2 separate regions of the Mus musculus genome follow, and region 1 is linked to region 2. A link is a contact called in public HiChIP or PLAC-seq data. All regions are on one chromosome and are shown on one strand. Each heading gives the region's core, a stretch centred on a gene start, on an enhancer-like site or on the middle of the called end of the contact. The rest is flanking DNA. Distances are from core to core; before and after follow the strand shown.

The links. HiChIP or PLAC-seq counts read pairs in DNA pulled down with a chosen protein or histone mark.
Region 1: a CTCF HiChIP or PLAC-seq map of the NIH/3T3 cell line shows a contact between it and region 2, with 21 read pairs. The contact joins the enhancer-like site here to the promoter of Gnb1l in region 2. A contact is called at or near these places in 10 of 39 promoter capture datasets (the 3T3-L1 cell line, the C10 cell line, HPC-7-derived erythroid cells and 6 more), 1 of 15 datasets of contacts at CTCF or cohesin (the NIH/3T3 cell line), 4 of 484 Hi-C or Micro-C datasets (brown adipocytes, embryonic fibroblasts, embryonic stem cells and 1 more), 8 of 115 datasets of contacts at active chromatin or transcription factors (the SCID.adh cell line, embryonic fibroblasts, embryonic limb bud and 3 more) and 2 of 9 other capture datasets (adipose tissue and pancreatic islet).

The regions. Positions count from the first base shown.
Region 1 is chr16:18,553,881-18,557,356 of GRCm38.p6, forward strand. All of the region lies in intron 7 of Gnb1l (guanine nucleotide binding protein (G protein), beta polypeptide 1-like), which reads left to right. Among named protein-coding and RNA genes, the nearest start is that of Tbx1, 31 kb to the right of the region's middle. RefSeq lists an enhancer at 288-3,476. Within about 2 kb of position 1,566, at least 42 of the 459 cell types and tissues checked have an H3K27ac peak or open chromatin away from gene starts, as enhancers often do. A contact at or near this core is called in the NIH/3T3 cell line and embryonic fibroblasts, where this site is marked.
Region 2 is chr16:18,496,667-18,500,120 of GRCm38.p6, forward strand. It overlaps Gnb1l (guanine nucleotide binding protein (G protein), beta polypeptide 1-like), which reads left to right and starts at 2,047. Exons shown (of 8, transcript NM_001081682.2): 1 at 2,047-2,185; 2 at 2,380-2,474.

The DNA of each region.
Region 1 (3,476 bases), core at 316-2,815, 57 kb after region 2:
AATTTTGCTGGGCACAATGGATTCAGAGTATCTTGTCCACACAGGCAGACTGTCCTTTATGTCTGTCCACCCATCCTTCCTGAGGCATGTGGGTGGGTGGGTAAAGGTAGGGCTTGGTTGATGCCGGATGGCACCCAGGGTCATAAGGGCGTCACTAAACCCAGGGTACAAATCAGGGCCTTATCATGAGGCCATTCTGGGAAAGGGATTGGTTATGGGCAGTGGATAGAGGATCAGTGGAAGTCCTAGAGCAGAAAGAGACTGATGTGGAGTAGAACTATAAGAGAGGCCCAAAAGAGATGACATACCATAGCTTGGGGGCCTGGGAACAATGAAGTGACTAAGTAGGGACAGATCCAGGAGTGCCCTCACTGGGGAGCAGAGACAGCATAGATAACCTGGCCTCCCCACCAGCAGTGCCTAGTAGGAAAAGGAGGTAGGCCCACTGGTAAGGCAGGCTCCTCTGATCCCCAGCTCTAAGCTAAGACCATTCCTGGGGGTCCAGTTGTGCTGGACACATAATGAATTCAGAATAAGACTGCTCTATATGTCAGTCCATCCATCCTTCTCTCAGGGTCTGAGAGACCCACAGGTTCCTTGCTGTGAAGGGAGGGGCCTCCAACCTTCAGAGAAGTCCCTAACCCTCAGAACCATGTGAGCATGTGGAGAAGCACAGTACTCAGCCACCGGGTCTGTGTGTCCTGAGCCCCACCTCACAGGTGCTGAGCCCAACAGGTAAGCTTGGGGCTCCCCTTCACTCGCTGCCTCTGAAGCCTGGAAGAGAGCAGCAGTGTCCCCGTGGGTCCAGCGTCCATCTCCTTAGTGGCTTGACTCTCATCAGCTGGAAGGCAGAGCTATGCAGCTCCTACTCAGGGCCCTGGGGCTGCACCCAGGAGGCAGCCCTTCCAGCCCAGATAGTTGGAATCTCCCAACATGTTTGGGAAACAGCTGCTGGAACTTAAGACTTAATTTATGGGCATGTTCTAGTCCAGAGATGAACTTTTACTCTACTAATGATTTGAAAAGTTAAAGCAGAAGGGGAACTAGGAACTGCAGCCTGGAAGTAGTTGGGGTAAGGTGGGCAGGGCCTGTACACATCAAAGGAGGTGGGGAGCCCCAGCCCCCTGCTGAGCTTGCCTTCCTGCCTGGGAGGGTGAGAATGACTCCGGGTTTGGTGAAGGCTGGGTCCTATTTCGCCCAGAGTCAGGGCCAGTGTTGGCCCTAGAGGCCCAGGGATCCTGGTTCTGTACAGCCCAGGTCTCTGAGAAGGAAGCCTCTGGTAACCTGCAAAGCAAGCTCTTTGAGGTAATTCTTAACACCTGAGGGCCATCGAGGTGGCCTTCAGTCCACAGCATCCTCACTGGTGCCATGGCACGGCACCATGGCCGCCTGCCTGCCTTGGCCCAAGCCCCACTTTGGTGCAGATGTGCCTTCCTCACATCCTCCTGCTAAAGCCTCCGAGGAGCCCAAATCAATCTCCAGCCACTTGGGACGCAGATCCCTGGCTGAGGCGCCCGCAGCCTAGCATGGGTAATCAGAACCAGATGGCGCCGCGCCGAGCATTCCTGCCACCTGAGGTCATGAGTTGTGAGAGCCACTGGTGGCCAGAGATCCTTCTGGAGGGTCCCGAGCCCAGGCCAGAGCTCAGTCAGGGAGACAACCTACCGGAAAGTGCCTGGGGAACCTCGAGCCTGCCTCCCTGAGGTGACTGCTGCTAGCCACCAAGTTTGAGCCTCGGGCGGGCATTGTCAGGTACAGGTGGTGCCCAGGCCCTGCTCCTGCCTCCACATGGAGTAGGGCCCGTAGCCTTGAAGCAGGGACTGATTTACAGCCAATAGTATTTTAGGTCTCTGAGTAATAACAAGGCTCCCCCACTCCAGTGAACCCTGGGCCAGAGCAGCCCAGTTTGCTCAGCAGAAGAAACCCCAGAGTCATCTTGATGTGCAGCAAGACTGCCTGTGCATACTGAAGCAGACATAGGGTTTGCAGCAGGGTTGTGAGCATGCTGCATGCTTGTATTCGTGTGAGGGATATAGGGGCACAGGGCCTGCCCATTCCTCCATGTCCCTGCACTTTCTCACACTCAGGAGCACAGCCCCCGGGTGGGCGCTGGTCTTTGTCCAGTTTAAGTTCCTAGCAGGCTTGCAGTCTCTCACCTCCCTCAATACCCAGTCCTCCAGCCAGGCCGTCTCTACCTCGATGCCATGACCTGTTTCCAGGTGTGCTGGACATGAACTCACTCCTATCCCAGAGGGCCATGGTTGGTCAGAGTTGGCAGATTGGCCCTCTCACATGGTGAACCAGTAGGGAGGTGGGGGAAGTGAATGTGAGAGCTGCCCTCATCCCTGCACACCTCTGCCTCTGAGGATCAGTCAGGGCTCTGGTGGACCTCGCCAGCACAAGGTGTGCTTAGTAGCCAGGTACAGGGTTAAAAGCCACTCTCTTTCTCTGGGAATTGACAGTGTTGATAAGTTCCTGGGACAAGGAGATAGCAAGGAAGTGTCCCTGAGACAAGGCTCTGAGTGGGTTCCAGTGGAGACTCTCTGTGCCCAACAGTCCCCTTTCTACCTCAGCCAAGCCAACATCCCCAGGGAGACAAGGATAAAACAGTGTCAATCCAGTCTGCTGCACAGGTTCTCACCCCACCCCCACCTCCAGTTCTGCAGGACCATAGCACTCCAGTCTTGGGAGGAGCAACTGGTCCTGTCTGCAGGCATGGGTGGGCCCCACATATGTGCTCAGGTGCACCACGCCACAGCATCTGCCCCACATCCTGCCCCGGAGCAGGCTTTGAGTGCAGCCTGTGGGTGGAGCCCAGTGAGGACAGACCATGTAAGAGGGGTGTTGGAGGGTACATGTCAGGGACCAGAGACTGCCCGAGCTCATCCATAGCTGCACTCTACAGCCCTTCTGATGCTTGTGCCTGCACATGGGGGAAGCATTTAACATTAGAACTGGGGCTCTGCTAGGTGTGAGCATCGAAGGTGGACACAATATCCAGGACACACAGGTAGCCTGGCCACAAGAGACAAGCAGAGGGTCAGAGGTCAGGGCCAGTCAACACAGTGGCAGCAGGTCCATGAATTGGAGCCAAGCACTGGAGAAGCAGCTGGAAGGGCAGGGGAGGGCAGAGCAGCAATTAAGCTGGAGGACTGAGCTGCTGGTGGCACTGATTGTGACCCAGACCTGTCATATGTAAGCAGGTCACCTTGGATAGAACTGGGCAGGGAAGCTGTTTCCCATTGCGCAGTGACAGGTTCTTATTGGTTGACATTTCTTCCGCATCTGTTGGGGAAGAACTGGATTGTGAGTGCATGCTAGCTTTTGACATATGTGTTTATTGCCTCTCTCTGACTGACATAGGTTTTCTTTTATTTGTATATGTGTGTTCGTGTGTGTATGTGTGTGTGTGTGTGTGTGTGTGTGTGTGTGTGTTAGTTTGTGCAGGTACATGCTGGCCTCTGGTACCTTCATCA
Region 2 (3,454 bases), core at 797-3,296:
ATATCAAGATCCAGATCAGAAACTTCTATCTCCCAGCCTCCAGATTAGGGTCACTGGTGAGCCTTCCAATTCTGAATTGTAGTTCATTCCAGATATAGTCAAGTTGACAACCAGGAATAGCCACTACAGGTGGTTTTGATACAGATGCCTGAGTATATAGACCAAGCTGGTCTGGAATTCATAGAAATCCACTTGCTTCTGCCTCCTGAGTTCTGGATTAAAGACTGGCTTAAAACAATGTTTATGCCGGGCGTGGTGGCGCACGCCTTTAATCCCAGCACTCGGGAGGCAGAGGCAGGCTCATTTCTGAGTTCGAGGCCAGCCTGGTCTACAAAGTGAGGTCCAGGACAGCCAGGGCTATACAGAGAAACCCTGTCTCGAAAAACAAAACAAAACAAAAAAAAAAACCAATGTTTATTTTTATATGGATGAGTGCTTCTGCATGCATGTAATATGTGAGCTCTGTATGTGCTTAGTGACCGGAAACTAGAAAAAAATCATACATTGGAAGTGGAGTTATGGATATTTGTGAGCCACAGTGTAGGTGCTGGCAAACAGACTGAGGTTCTACGCAGGAGCCGTCAGTGCCTTCTCTCCAGTCTCTCAGTCAGCACTTAAAAAGAAGGCAATTCAGGTACATACTACAGCATGGATGAACCCTGAAAATATATGAAATTAAATACATTCACAAATGGACATTTCATGAGCACCAATTACATGGGGTACACAGTCAAATTCAGACTGCAAATGGTGGGAGCTCAGGGTTTGGAGACGAGGAGTCAGTGCTTAATGGATAGTTTCTAGTGTGATGAAATAGTTTTGGATATGGTGGCAATAGTTGCACAGCCTCGAGAATACATTTATTAATATTACTACTGAACTGTATGCTTTACAATGGTTACTATGTTAACTTTTGTCGTGGACATTTGAGGTGATGCCCTAAAATAAAACCCAAAAGGTGGCCGGGCGTGGCGCACACCTTTAATCCCAGCATTTGGGAGGCAGAGGCAGGTGGATTTCTGAGTTCGAGGGCAGCCTGGTCTAAAAAGTGAGTTCCAGGACAACCAAGGCTACACAGAGAAACCCTGTCTCGAAAAACCAAAAAAAAAAAAAAAAAACAAGAAAACCCCCAAAAGGCAGTTTGGAAAAAGGCCGACAGTTGGGTAGTCTTTTGCACAAGCCTGCTGTTCACTATTAACTGGCTAAAGCTGCTTGGGCCTGAGGGTGATTGGAATTCACAGAAACAACCCTTCCCTTAAGGGAGGAAGTTTAAATTATCAGGTCAATTAGAAAAGATACAACTGAAAAAAAAAAAAAAAAAGCTAAGTTTCATTCACACTTCAAGGAGGTGTTTCCTGGCTGGGTGCCACTTTTATTGCTTTTGGCCCGAGCTACTGAAAGGCCCACAGACCCTTGGAAGGTACAATGTGATCTTTGATTCCCCTTTCAAGGATCAAAGCCAGTGCGTTTGGGTGTAAATGCAGATAACATTTCAGAGATCTTTCATGAAAGGAGTCATCAGAGCAGGGAAAACAGGGAGGTGGTGTGTCATGTGTGTGCTTGCTTTCAGATGGGATGCAGCAAAGCCTTCTGTTCGTGGTCCAAGACCCATCTAAACACATGTCCTGGTTGTGGGATGGATGACACTACAAGAACACAGAGGAGCTACAGGGACAAGCCATGCATATGCATGTGAGGGGCACACAGGCTCATTTCCTGGCCTCTCTAAAGTGACAGTGCTGCGTAGCGCGCTAGCTTGCTTGCCTGTAGCTGCTAGGCATTGAAGAGGAGGGACAAAACACACACAAAAAGACAGACACTTGCCACTCAGAGAGAAATACTCCCCAGGCCCGAAGGCTCAGCAGCCACTCAGTACCGGAGGCCTGATGACGCCCTTAGCCTTTAGACCCAAGCCGGCTCTGGGTAGTCCTCCAGGACTCACAACGCATGAGAACCGCCCCCTGCCTGCTCCAGTGGGACCCAGGACCACCCAGCACCTGCGCACCGGGCCTCTCCACTTAGTACGGTGCGCGCGCTCCCATCAGCCTCCGCGCTGGCGCGCTGGCGCGGTGTGACCCTCTGCGAGATGGAGGCCTCGCTGTTTACGGCGCAGGCGCGGTGGGCCGAACGTGCGCGCGCAGCCCCGCGGGAAGGCTAACTTGGGGCGTGCGGAGCGCCAGAGCCGGTACGTCGGGGGTGGCCGCGCACGCCGAGGGGGCGTGGCCGACGAGGTGGCAGCAAGACCCTCGGGTCCGGTTGCGTTAGGCTCGGATCTTCGCGGCGGGGTCTGTGTGGAGGCGTGAGGTGGGGAGCCGGCGTAGGGGCCCTGTCTTGAAGAGTCCCGTCCCCGCTCACCTGATCTCGCTCTTCCCTTTGCAGGTGGCGGTGGGATCCTGCCCTCGGAAGAAGCCCCTCTGCCTGGTGTTCTCCAGCGGAGCCTCTGATCCTGGCGGCCCCTCCTGGCGCAGTCCTAGGTAGGTGGACTTAGTTGTCCCGGAGCTTAAGAGCTGAATGTCCTGCATGGCGTTTCTGGCGGGCGGGCGGTGCAGGTAGTCTGTCCTCCACTCACATGGTGGCTTTGGGCATGTTCTGTTCCCGGGTCTCCTGGGTCTCGGGAGCAGAGAACTTCGGAGGAAGAGTACCGTGCGCCGCGGCCCTGCGTCTTCTTCTAGATTGTTGTCCAGCCCGGGAAAAGGAACGAAATTACCTAGTGCCAGGCAGGGAAGGCGGAGAGAAGCGAGAGAATTCAACAGACAGGCATGCTGAGGGCATGAGACCTCAGCATGGGATGGATGATCATGAAGCTCAAAAAGCTAGTGACTATCTCAGTAAGGAAGCAGCAGAAGTTGACTGCTCGCGCAGGGGTAGGGGCTCTTTTCCTAGGTTGTCAGGGGCACTCAGGTAGGCAGATAAAATCTAAGGTTCGAAGTTGGGGCAAGAGGTCTTGGTGGCACATGGGCTCTGGGCATGCAACATGGTGTTTGTGGGCAGCCTAACTTTGGGGAGTGGGGCCTGGCTTGTGGGAATTACTCACTGAGAGACTGGGTCTGGCTGATAATTATGGTGGGAATCCCAGGTCAAGGGCTGGGCTTTCAGGTGTGAGTCAAGGGTCTACCAGAGATGTTCTGAAATGCTTGGGTGGTAGAAGTAGGTACTGGGGGTGCTGACAGCTGAGTGTTACAAGCCAGTTGGGAGGTGCTGGTGAAAGATGAACCTTGCTATGCCTTTTTGGAGAAACTGACTCTGGATTTGGGGTAAACACATGGAAAGCCAGGTGTGAAGGCATGTGCAGAACTTGGTGCTCCTAGGAGAGAGTTGCGGAGAATTGGGCTAGGTGTATAGGGATGAAGAGAGTTGAGAGGAGCTCTCCAAGTGGTGGGCTTCCCTCCCTAGAGAGATTGGAGCAGAGTGTGAGAGTCCAGGTGGGTTCCTTGTCCTCCTTCCTTGCCTGGCC